Linked DNA regions of Gossypium hirsutum: region 2 is linked to region 1. The links are chromatin contacts, called in public Hi-C maps. All regions are on one chromosome and are shown on one strand. The core of a region is the stretch at or near the end of the contact, and the rest is flanking DNA. Distances in the headings are between cores, read along the strand shown.

Region 1 (6,285 bases), core at 1,213-3,712:
TGAATTTCATTCAATGTAAAGAAGTTTGTCTATGTGTTCTTAGCAGATGAATGATCATAGAAACATTTGTTTTCTGATTAAAATTGATTGATTTATTTTTTATAGAGCATGTACTTTGCATTTAATTGAAGTATGAAATTAGCCCTAAAAATGAGCTGTTAAACTTTAAAAATCGAATTAAAATAATCATTTTATGTTCCACCTTTTATTAAAAAATGTCCATAATATATTTTTATATTATTTCTCAAATTTAATATTTAACGCAATTGAATTGTAGATATTCTTCTAAAATAAGATTATTTATCGAGAATTAATATATTATTTATACTCAAGTCCTGACTCAATTTAATATTTGAATTTTAGCCATAGTCATACACGTTGAAGATTGGCTTTCTTTCTTCTTCTTCTTCTTCTTTTTTTAATATTTCAAATATAATATATTTACAATGGTAAATAATAATATAAATTTAAATCAGTACAAAATATAATGAATAAAAAAATTCATAACATAAACGCATGATAAAATTAAAATTCACACATCACAATTGCAATAATAGAGTTTGAAATTAAATATTCAAATAATCAAAATTTCTGTTTTAAGTAACATCTTATTGTCAACCTGGATTTTTTTAAAATGTTTTTATATAATATAGGGTTTTGATGGTTACTTGACAAGACTTTATGTTGAGTATTTGGATTTTGGTTTAAAATAATGAAGGAAAATATTAAAAAAAGGTCAGGTCGGGTCGGGCCCGGGCTTAGAAATTTTTTCCTTGGTCGGGCTTGGACAAATTTTCAGGCCCATATCTCAGGCCGGTCTGGGTTTGGACCTAGAAAACAGGCTTAAAATTTTTCTGGGCCCGGCCCATGATCACTTCTAGATGAGCGCAATGAATTTTTTTTAATATTAATATAATTATTTTTCATTAATATTAATATTGATATTTTTAATTATATATTAATTATTTATAATTTTTATATAATTTTCTAATTTTTATTTCAATTTTTTAAAGTTTTTTTTTTTAAATTATTTGACATAAATAATTACGTGATATTATTTATGTGGAATTTTTGCCTAATATTACTTGGTAATTGGGTCACATCATCATTGTTTATAGTTGACTAACAGTTGATAGGCAGAAGTATCATACTGAGAAAAAAATTTTAATGTAAACATCAATTTTAATAAAAAAATTTTAAGTATGTGAAAAAAATAGATATAATTTAAGGAGCAACTTTTATATTAAGCCTTAATTAAGTAGATTTTCTTTCAAAAGAAAAAAAAATATTTAAAAGTGGTTGTGTAAAAATAAAAGGTAAACTACACTCATGGTCACTTTTGTTTATATTATGTTACATTTTAGTTACTTATATTTGAAATGTTACGTTTTAGTCACTTACATTATCATGTTATAATATTTTAGTCACTGAGTTGTTAATTGTCGTTAACGGTGTACCGGTAAGCTGATGTAGCACGTTAAATCATCATTTCAAACAAAAATTTTAGTTTAAATTATACAATTGGTTCCCATTTTTTTTGAGTAATTTATTTTTTTTGTTTTATGTTCTTTTAACTTTTTTTTTCATTCTCTTTTGCTTCTCTCTCTATTTTCCTACCTTCTTTTTTTTTTAACATATCAAGAAGTCGAATTGACAATGAAGAAAGAAGCATGGTATGTGTTTATGGTTATAGGCAATGATGGCTTTTGACTTCTTGCTTCTTTTTTCATTGCTAATTCAACTTCTTGATATATTAAAAGAAATGGAGAAGGTAGAAAAATAGAGGGAGCGACAGAAGAGAATGAAAAAAAGAAAAAAAAGTTTAAAAAACAAAAAAGAAAAAATTAAATTGCTTAAAATAAAAAAAATATAGAAATCAATTATATAATTTAATCTAAATTTTTTATTTGAATGATGATTTAACGTATTATGTCAGCTTACCGTTACACTCAGTGACTAAAATGTAAAAGTGTTTACCCAAAACAAACTAAATATTTAATTCATCTTTTCGTTTTCTCGGATTTTGTTTTTACACATAACCACTTTTAAGTAATATATATTTTTTCTTTTGAAAGAAACCCTACTTTAGTTAATTGCAATAAGCAAAGCGGTCAGTATTTAATATTCATTACAGTCAATACATAGCACAAAGGCGAGAATCTCCAAAGCATATGCATCACCGTTACCGTAACTACTTTTGTTTTGAATCACCATTATTGGATCAGAGAATTGGTGGTTTGTTGGTCCAATTTTTAATAAATTATCCAAAAATCATAAAATAAAATCTAGTTTGCTAAAATAAGTTTAAAAACTCAAAATCCTAAAATCAATATTAAAATACAAAAGAATAAAACCGAATCAGAATAATTTAAGAAATTCAAAAAAACCTCAACCACCTCTACTAAGCTCTATCATTACTCCTTTCTAATTGGTGATAGGCAGACGGGGAACAATGTCAAGACTTTCAAATTTGGCATATGACAGAACAGTATTAGTTGGTCTTTCATCGAATGCTCACTCGACTGTGGAAACTCCAGAGCATCTATTTCTCAACAGTTGTTCTGTTATCAAACTGGGCTTCATGCCGCTGATCTTGACACCACCAAAATAGCCTCATGGATTGATTATCCAGCAGGATAGATCACACCACAAGGGTGAAAGGCTTATGCACAATAATTGCCATTATCCAACAAGGCTATTTTTGACAATGCTCATCCTAATCCTGTTGCTACGAAATGGAAATGGAAATGAAAGCCTGGATTTGAACTCACACGACCATATCAGCTTCTTCTCGGACTGCAATCGACTACAAAACTAAGATAACCTGCCAACTAACACGCCTACTGTTACAGCAAATGACAAGGAATTCATTATTCTCCCTACTACAAGAGAGATCCTCATCCAAGCTTCTACTATGAATTCTCAACACTGTGGCAGCCTAGTCCCCAAAAAAGTCTTTACCCCAGTAATCCCTCGAGTATTAATTCACATCAAATAATTTATTTTAAGGCTTCTTTAAGCATAAATGAATACATATTAACATGCATTATCATATGGAAATACAATGAAGTTTAATCATGTAGAAGATTGTAAAAATCTCCAGCGGGAATGTCTCATCTGTGGGTTGAAAGAGTTCTAAACAAAACAAACCCCATCCGAATCAATTTCCAATATCAGTTTCACTGATAGAGAAACTGACGACTTTGAAACATCTAGGGCAAAAATCTAATCCTATTTTTTCATCATATCAGCCATAATAAACCAACGCAAACACACTATAAAACCTAACAAACCACCCTATGGAAACTAAGAACATCATAAACCAGCACTACTAAACAAACCCACACCAAAATAAAAGGATAAGCATTTACAAGTATTCTGAACAAGATCCAAGTTAGTAAGCAACTTTCCCATGTTTAGTTGTTACATGGCATGTTGAACATCTGCTATTCTGCAAAACTCCAAAAACAAAGAGTACTTCAAAAGCTGCTTCAAGGTGTAATTCATAATTTGACGGGACACTAGGATGCGAGATTGGAAAGAAAAGAGTACCTTTGTGCAAAATGGTTAAAATATAACTGTAGAAGCTAAAAAGAAGCTACATATATTTCTACAACTTTTGCTTTGACCTCGTCCTCATTCCAATTTTCTCATTCTCATCTAGTTTGGGAACTACGTTGTCTTCAAGCTTTGTGCCTCCTTCTGACACGTCTTTCATTGGCTACAGAATAAAAACACTTATGAACCACAAGGATACAAAATAGAAAGACTGAAAAAGACACCCAAAAACAAAAGAACCTGATCAACTTGTATAACTATTATGAGAAATTTAATAACTTGATCATAAATGGGGAATGCTACTGTTAAAGACCCGGGGAACACAAATGAGGGGAAAAGCAAACAAAATACAAATGCACATTGTAAATAAGAGCCTAGTAAAATGTTGATACTGTCATCTGCATGCAAGAAAAAAGGAATTTGCATATAGCTAGAATCAGCCTTTACCTGATAGGGCTTGGTAACTTGAGAAACCTTCCCCAAATGTGCTTCTTGAACAATTACTGGATCCCCAGATCCACCATTCTCTCCTGAAGCACTTGCAAGACTGCACATTCCTCCACTTTGAGGAATACCCTGCATTGATTCTGCTACAATATCCTGCAAATGATCAGTATTTCCTAGATTGGAAGAATCAACTACAACCTTTTTTTCAAAAGTCTCTTCCAAAATCTCTGTTATTTTATCAACAACCAGTGCATTAGTCTCATCAGCTCCTCCTTGACTCTGATCATATGACAATGATACAGGCTGATCTGGAAGCGAATTTGGTTCAGTTGAATTTACACTGAAAAACAACAAACGTAATTGTAAACAAACCTCAGTTATCTGAATCAAGAAATAATCAGAATATCAGCACATGGTTAAATAACATGCCAAAAGAAATCAATATAAGAGCAGAAGTGGATACCTGTGAGCACAATCCTCTTCTTGAATTACAGAAGCATCTTTTGTTTGCCTCCTTTTTTTAGTACCACGTGAAGGTGAGCTGTCAACTCTTCTTTTCCTTCCAGCTTGAATCCCTTCTTCAGATACTAAAGACTTTCCCGCATTGCTTTTTTCAAATCCAGATTCCAAATGATGAATTCCTTTGAGCACCTCATCTTCTGAGGGCACTTCCACTGTCACTTTTGGTTCCCCATCAAATCCCAAGGGCTTTCTTCCATACTGCTTGTATTTTTGCCCATCACACCCATGGCTTAAAACCAACTTTCCAGCTGACGTCAAACACACATCTTCATGGTCAGAGATCAAAGATCTTTCTTCTGGCTTCATTTGGGCCATGTCAGGGGCATTTTTGAATATCAATTCTCTGCAGCGCTTAATCCAAGAGAAACGGGCAGAGCTAGGAGAAGCACTATCTGGTTTTGACATTGGCGAGTTGAATCCATTGCCATTGTCAGCAATGACCCTATTTTTAACTGAACCGGATCCAGAATTTTGCATGACAGTTTGCTCTTTCAGAGTCTTTCTTTCAGATGCTTTCTGCCGGCTAAGCTCTACAATAGAGCATTGCATTTGAGCAACCATCATATTATCCACAGCAGCTTTCAAGTCCCCCAACTTTTTTAGCTCTTCAATCTCAGCATGTATTTCTTTTCTATCAGCATGCAGTAGTTCCCTCTGCTGCTTCAATTTGTGCCTTTGCAGCTTAAGCTCCTCAATAGACTTGTTCAACTCTGCCCACTCCCTTTCCCTTCGCTCACGATCCAATTTGATCTCTATTCTCTCAGCATCAAGCCTTTCCATTTCTAAGGTAGCTTGTTCTAACTCTTTCTCTGCTCTTTCCTTCAAAGCATTAATATGCTGAAATTGAGTTCTCTTTTCTCGCTCAAAAGCTTCCTCTCTTTCCTTCAAAGAACTTTCCAGTTCTTCACGCCTTTTCTCAATAAAATTCTCCAGCTCCCTCTTCTGGGTTTCAATTCCCAGCAACAATTCAGCACGCTCTTGTTGAATCCTGTTGAACCAATCAGAATGCTCACTTACCATCTTGTTCAGGAAATCTTCTCTCTCACGATTCAATGATTCAACATCCTTGTTATGCTTCTCTCGCATTACATCACGCTCTCTTCTCAAGCTATCACGCTCATCCTTGAGAAACTTCAAAACTGCTTCTCTCTCCTCATGAACACGCATGGCTTCCTTCTTCAGCTCTTCTCTTTTTTCATCAATCAATTCCCACTCAGTTTCAAATTTGGCCTTCTCTACTTGTAACCTATCTGCATTAGCCATCAGCTCCAACTTTTGTGCCCTAACCAAATCAAGTTCCTCCTTCAGTTTTGATTCTAAATTCGATAATTCATGTGTCTCACTTCTCATGGCTAGTAGTTTCTCCTTTGCACAATCAACTTGGTTTCTTTTATCTTCTAATGAAGACAATGACTTCTGAAGCTCAAGTTTCATTTTCTTTATCTCTTCCTTTTCTTTTTCTAAAAGAACTTTATTCAACTCAAGTTCCTTTTCAAAACCACTCAAACTTTTTTCTCTCTCCTCTATGAGATTTGACTTTTCAGTCACATCCTTCTCCTTCTCTGCTAATATCCTTGATCGAACATCAAAATCATGTTCTCTTTCACGAATTAGATCTTCCCTTTGATTGATATCCATCTCCTTCAACTCCCATGCCCGTCTCTTCATTTCAATCCCATCTTCAGCCATTTTGCGCTTGATCTCAAGCTCAGCCTCAAACTCAGATTTTTTGGTTCTTAGTACAGTTTCATGACTAGC
Region 2 (6,285 bases), core at 2,716-5,215, 140 kb after region 1:
CATGGCTTCGGGGAGTTAGGCTCAAGCTGAAGTTCAGAGGTTAAAAGACCATATGGCTCAGATGCAAGCGACCACAGTTGAGGTTCAAAGGAAATATGAAGAACTCCAGCTACAACTTAAAGCAGAGGCGGCAGCGAGGGAAGCAGCGGCTGCAGTGAGGGAAGCAGAGGCTGCAGCGAGAGAAGCAGAGCAGAACAAAAAGTACAACGAACTCCAGCAACAGCTTCAGACTATGATGAAGATGTTTCAGTCGCAACTTCCACCGTCATAGTGTATTGCATAAATATTTTTATTATTTTAACATTTAACATTTTTGCAAAAATAATATGAATTCACTTTTATTTATTGATATTAATATTATTTTATTCGTTTGATTTGAAATATTATATAAATTTATTGCTTTTGGCTGGTTTAGATTTGGTTGCTCTTGATTTGTTGCTACAGGAAGGCTGAAAAAATGAAAAATTTAATATAAAAAAATCCCAAAAATAGTGGTGTTTTTGTATAAAAGCGCCGCTAAAGACCATGTTCTTTAGCGGTGCTTAGAAAAAACCGCCGCTAAAGACCATGTTCTTTAGAGGCGCTTAAACAAAAACGCCGCTAAAGAATATGGTCTTTAGCGGCGTTTTTGTTTGTAAATGCTGCAAACGTTTGCGACGTTTTCGTTAGCGGCATTTTTTGCGGCGCTTGTGGAAGCACCGCAAATACCTTTAGTGGCGTTAAAAAGCGCCGCTAAAGACCTGTTTTGGTGTAGTGACAATTGATATAGTTGTAACTAGTAGTAATTGAGAAAAAATAAAGTTATTACATTTTTTTCTCAATTTTAAGATAAGGGTAAACTATCAAAATAATCATTTTGTTTGTCTCAGGTTATATTTTAGTCACTCATATTTGAAATGTTATATTTTAGTCACTTACATTATCGTGTTATAACATTTTAGTCACTAAGCATTAATTGACGTTAACGGTGTAAAGATAAGTTGACGTGACACATTAAAGCATCATTTAAAATGAAAATTTTAAATTAAATTATACAATTCGTCCCTATATTTTTTCGTTTTAAGCAATTTAATTTTTTTCCTTTATGTTCTTTGAACTTTTTTTTTCATTCTCTTCTCGCCTCCCTCTATTTTCCTCAATTCTCAATTTCTTTTAACGTAGGTTTTTTTATGTTTTTAATTTGTTAATACTAGTCCCTATACTTTTATTTTTTTGAACAATTTAATTTTTTTCTTTTTATTTCTTTATTTTCCTTTTCTTCTTCCTCTTTATTTTTCTTTTTTATCACATTCTTCACTACAAAAACATAATCTTTGCCCACCAAACAAACCAACTCCTTGTTTATTTCACATGATTCCTAAATTGAATTTCACTCAAAACCGAATATCAATCATTGTTAATCAAATCTTGATTTGAATATAACATAATTTTGAAACTAAAATTTGATCTAACTTATCAATATAAAAAACCATATCTTTAATCAAACCTAAACATAAATTGAATTCTTTGTATTCAAAATGATTTTATTTTGTTTCCAAACTTTTACAGAATCGTGTAGATTATTCCTTTCTTTTTCTTTTATTTTCTGATGAATAAAATTAAGTAAATGATAAAATTGATCTAAATCTTCTTGGATATTTCCAAGCAAGCTTAATTGGAAGCCAAGCATGGGTAAATTGAAGAGAGAAAGGGAGCATGGAATCAAACTGGTTTGGGTAAAGTAGAGGGTAAGTTTCTTATGGTGGTCATTTTAGTCATTAAGAGTGTAGAGTTTGTTTGTAGAATCCGTAAAACAACATAGTTTTGAGAGGGCAAAAAGGTTGTAGGTAAGATAAATAAGGTGACTGTGGGGGTTGGTTAGGAGTTTAAGGGAACTGGCTCGGCAAACTCTGTTGAGGGTGGATTTCCATAAGTCATGGTTGTCGAGGTCTTCGAGTGAGGTGAGCTTGTGGACTAGGTCATTGAGAGATCCAAATTGGTTCGTTAAAGCGATGATGGACGATGAGGGTTTGTAATTGTGGGCTGAGAATATGCAAAGCAATTTTTATTTTGGTTTCAACTTTCGACTTTTCATTTTTCATAAACATAAAAAAAGTTTTAACAAATTGGAAAAATAGAAAAAAAAATGTGTTAAAAGAGATGGAGAAAGGAAGAAAATAGAGGGAGAAGCAAAAGAGAATGAAAAAAAAAGTTAAAAAAATATAAAAGAAAAAAATTAAATTGCTCAAAACAAAAAATATGGGGACCAATTGTATAATTTAACCTAAATTTTTTGTTTGAAATAATGATTTAACGTGCCACTTTAGTTTATCATTACACCGTTAATGGAAATTGACGACTCAATGACTAAAATGTTATAATACGTTAACGTAAGCGACTAAAATGTAACATTTCAAACTTAAGTGACTAAAATGTAACTTGAGGTAAACAAAAGTGACCATTTTGATAGTTTACCCTTAAAATAAATAGTTTTGATGGTGATATAACAATAAGCTATTCTTTAGGGACTCTTATTTATTTTTTGGCTGAAAATGTTAATAAGAATAGGTGGAGATGACTAAGCTTGTTGGCTGAAAATGCTTTAATAATTTGTTCCATGAATATCAATTATGTAGACCGATGATTGAGCAAAAGATTACAAGATCGAAAGCTATTTGTCAATATTTATATACTACAAGGTTTTTAAATCTATAAAAGAGGTAAAACCAGAGAAACATAACCCAAAATTGAACTGAGCAAACTACAAAATCAAAATGAAATAAGATGAGCATGGGGCTAGTTGAAGAAGGTGAAAATACAGGTGGGGAACTGTGGCTTTGCCATCATACATGGAATACTCGCCTTGCATTCCAACACCAACAGGGAAGAATAAACAGACAAAGAAATAAATATTTTAATGGAAACTAGATAAAGCAGTTTGTCAAACCCTAGATATGTATAAAACACCTTTAACCATAATCTAGTCTTTATTATAGACGGCTTCAAATATGAGATCGAATCAGGGATTCACGCCTGCCGCCCTGCATGGTCCCATTTACATTATCCGATAATTATATTTGATGGGTCCCTGTAATCTTTTTAGCTTTTTCAGATTTGTTTTCTAGTATTTGACATGATTAACTCAATAAATATAGGTGAGAATTGAGGTCAGACAATACAAAATACTACATTATTATTTCTTTTTTATAATCATTAATGGCACGGATTTACGACCTTGCAAGTGGGATTCAACTTCTTCATCATGGATACTATCCTACAAGTTCATCAATTTCCATATCAAAATATAATTAATGTTTTGCACGCGAAAGAAGAAATTATAGATCTTAGGCTTAAAAGGGTAAAAAAGATATCAAAAACTTGATCCTATTCAACAAACATTGGTTTACGGGTGGGGTTATTAGATTTTTTTAAGGCTTTAACTCAGGTTTTTCTACTTTTTAAATTTAGATATTTTCATATATAATTTATCTGGAAAGAATTTTTTATAATAATATCCATGCCGTTAAAATAAAAAAGTCAATTTTTTTTGCTCATTACAAAATGCAAAGAAAAAACAGAAAGAAGCCAAGCAAGAGAAAACGCCTTGACAGATTACAACCAAGCAACAAAGAATTGGTCTGAGGTAACACCCTTCTTGGCAAAAAAATCAACAATAGAATAGGCCTCCTGATGGTGTGAACAAACGACACCTGCAGGCAGCGATCAATAAGACCATCAATGTCATTAAAGAACTTCCAAAGCCTCCAAGGTCGATTACCTCTATCCTGGACCCATGAAAGAGCAGTCACAGAGTCTGAATCAATCAATAAAGAGACTGAATTGATCCAGACAGATTCAAGAAGAGTTTCAAAGCTGTGCGAATAGAGATTAACTCAGTAACATTCAAGTCAAGGCACTCAAGGTGTCCATGGAAGATACCACCAATACGAAAAAAGAAAAAGGCCAGGTCTCAAGTTTGGGCCTGTATTTGGATTTACAAGCTTGAGCTATCTTTTTCTTTAAAATAAATGGGCTGCAGTTTAGAAGGGTCCAGAATAAAAAATGAAAATGGGTTTCAAAGTGACCTTAAAAACTAATTTGACCTTGGAAGGAAACAAATTGAGTTTTCAGAAATTATAGTTCTAAACCCAAAGAAATATGGTCTTCTACAAAATAAATTTTATTCCAATTTTACTCTTTTAATTATTATTATTTTTAATTTTCCTTTTTAACCCTCGATATTCAAATATCTATCCTACCATTTCAAAATTTAAAAAATTAAGCTAAAGTTTAAAATTAATTTCAATTTTATTGCGATTCTAATTCAATTTATCTCAAAACTTCAAATTTTCAAGAAAAAGATAAATTTCCCTTCAATTAAAGCTCTGATTTTAAAATTAAATATACCACAATTTAAATTGAAAATTGAGATAATTATGCCTAGGAGTGCAAAACCATCCTATCTGAATCACAACCCTTGGGAAGAATTAGGCGTCCACAATCATCTTCTTTTAATGGGGATAAAAATTTGTTTTTTCTCCGATAATATTTGCGAATAATAAAAAAATGACTGATAACTCACACGCTTATATTTTTATATAATTTTATTGATAAATTAAAAAAACCATATAAAATATCATATACTGGTTACATTTAGGCATGGTGCACCATTACCAGTTAGCAATGTGTGGCTATTTTACCCATCTAACCTAAAAAATTAATATTTATAAAAATGACCATGGTTCAAAAATATTCATCCAAATGACTTGAAATGAACAGTAAATTTGAGTTTTGGGAACCCAATGTCTGGCACCCCTAGTATTTTAGTCCCATGATTGCTTAATGATTATGTCAGGTTTAAAAAAAATGATTATTTTGATTTTGGGACATGAATTGCCGACATCAGGGTATTTTTTTTTAAACCGTATTATATTGGTATACTGAAATACCAATATTTGAAAAAAAAAGTTTTGGGTTATGGCCATCTAATGGCCCACACCAGAGTACTTTAAAAAAATTTTGGGTGTTGGTAAATAGATGGCTAGCACCAGCACCTTTTTTGTGTCCGAAGACAATTTTTTTTTCCTTTGGCACACTGATAGTTGGCATCACTTTTTTCGGGTCCTGAATTTTTTTTGGGACATTGATGACTGGTACCAACTTTATCAGATTAAAAAAATTGGATTTAGGATACTAATGGCCGGTACCAACTTTATCAGATATATATAGGTGTTTTGTCTTCCAACTGAGTTTTTGTTTGCTTTTTTGTTTGCTTTATTAATTGAAAATCGAGATTAAAAATATCAGTTTTTTCTTTGTTGAGAAGGAAGCAAAAATTTTTGAAGATGATTTCCCATTTTGTTTGTTTATGTTCATTTCGATGGAAAAATGATAAATACAACTGAAGAAGTTTGTGTCTTTCAAAGTCGAAAAAAAAACTAAGAAATGAGATTCAACAAGCATGTTTCACTGACAGATTTAAAACGAAAAATCAGTACAAAGATAGCTACCCGTTGCGGGTAGCAAATGTTGAAACTATTTTACAAATTTCTGGTTTCAATAAATCAGTTCAAGTTCTTGAAAATGGAGCTTGAAAATGATGATGATTTATGGACAATGATAGCAATTTATTGCCCCCTGAGATGGATAATCCCAGCCCAGTTGAGTTGTTCGAGGAGATAGCTAAACCGGATCCCATTCAAGTTGTAACTCCAGCAAGCCAGTGTTCTGGAATTGATTTTGATCTTAACGTCTACTGGGAAGATCAGTTGGGTTGTGAAGGTCAATGCCAACTCCCGAAAATCCAAACATTGGTGGATGTTCGTATAACATCCCAAACTTGTGTACTAGTCTAGGGATCCATCCAGAGGTGTTGGCCACCATAGAAGATGGTGATGAAGGGTCCAATAATGATGATCAGTCCCACCGTGATCCTAACGATGATTTCAATGACCCCGATTTGGATGACATCCCTAAAGACATAAACGAGGAGGGCCCGGTAGAGGGTGAAAATGTAAACTCCCATTTGGCCGGGAACACAGGCCCAGGTATAATTATAAGAATAATCCAAAGTCCTTCATGACTGATGTAGTTCCTGATGCAGCTCTTGCACGCGAGTTCTCAAAATATTCAAACATTGTCCCGGCTTACCTACTTGATGAAGAATTCGATGGTGAAGAGTTGTTTGTATGACAACAATTCAATAACAAGAAAAACTATTTACATGCAATAAAACAACTTAGCTTGAAGTTAGGTGTGGACTATAAAGTGATGAAATTGACGTAGGCTTTATACGTCGGAGAATGT

Evidence for each region. Hi-C and Micro-C count contacts between places; a contact is called where the count stands out from the background.
Region 2: a Hi-C map of hypocotyl shows a contact between it and region 1, with 4 times the contacts expected there. The contact joins two enhancer-like sites. A contact is called at or near these places in 7 of 34 Hi-C or Micro-C datasets (callus, hypocotyl and leaf).

What each region holds. Positions count from the first base shown.
Region 1 is chrD11:29,436,444-29,442,728 of Gossypium_hirsutum_v2.1, forward strand. It overlaps LOC107913350 (protein CROWDED NUCLEI 4), which reads right to left. Exons shown (of 9, transcript XM_016841905.2): 6 at 4,469-6,285; 7 at 4,006-4,345; 8 at 3,553-3,721; 9 at 3,015-3,451. The coding sequence ends at 3,611. It overlaps LOC107913349 (a long non-coding RNA gene), which reads left to right. Exons shown (of 2, transcript XR_001688488.2): 2 at 1-102. Among protein-coding and RNA genes, the nearest start is that of LOC107913349, 4.8 kb to the left of the region's middle. Within about 2 kb of position 2,463, at least 3 of the 9 cell types and tissues checked have an H3K27ac peak or open chromatin away from gene starts, as enhancers often do. A contact at or near this core is called in hypocotyl, where this site is marked.
Region 2 is chrD11:29,570,521-29,576,805 of Gossypium_hirsutum_v2.1, forward strand. No RefSeq gene overlaps it. Among protein-coding and RNA genes, the nearest start is that of LOC107913352, 16 kb to the left of the region's middle. Within about 2 kb of position 3,966, at least 8 of the 9 cell types and tissues checked have an H3K27ac peak or open chromatin away from gene starts, as enhancers often do. A contact at or near this core is called in hypocotyl, where this site is marked.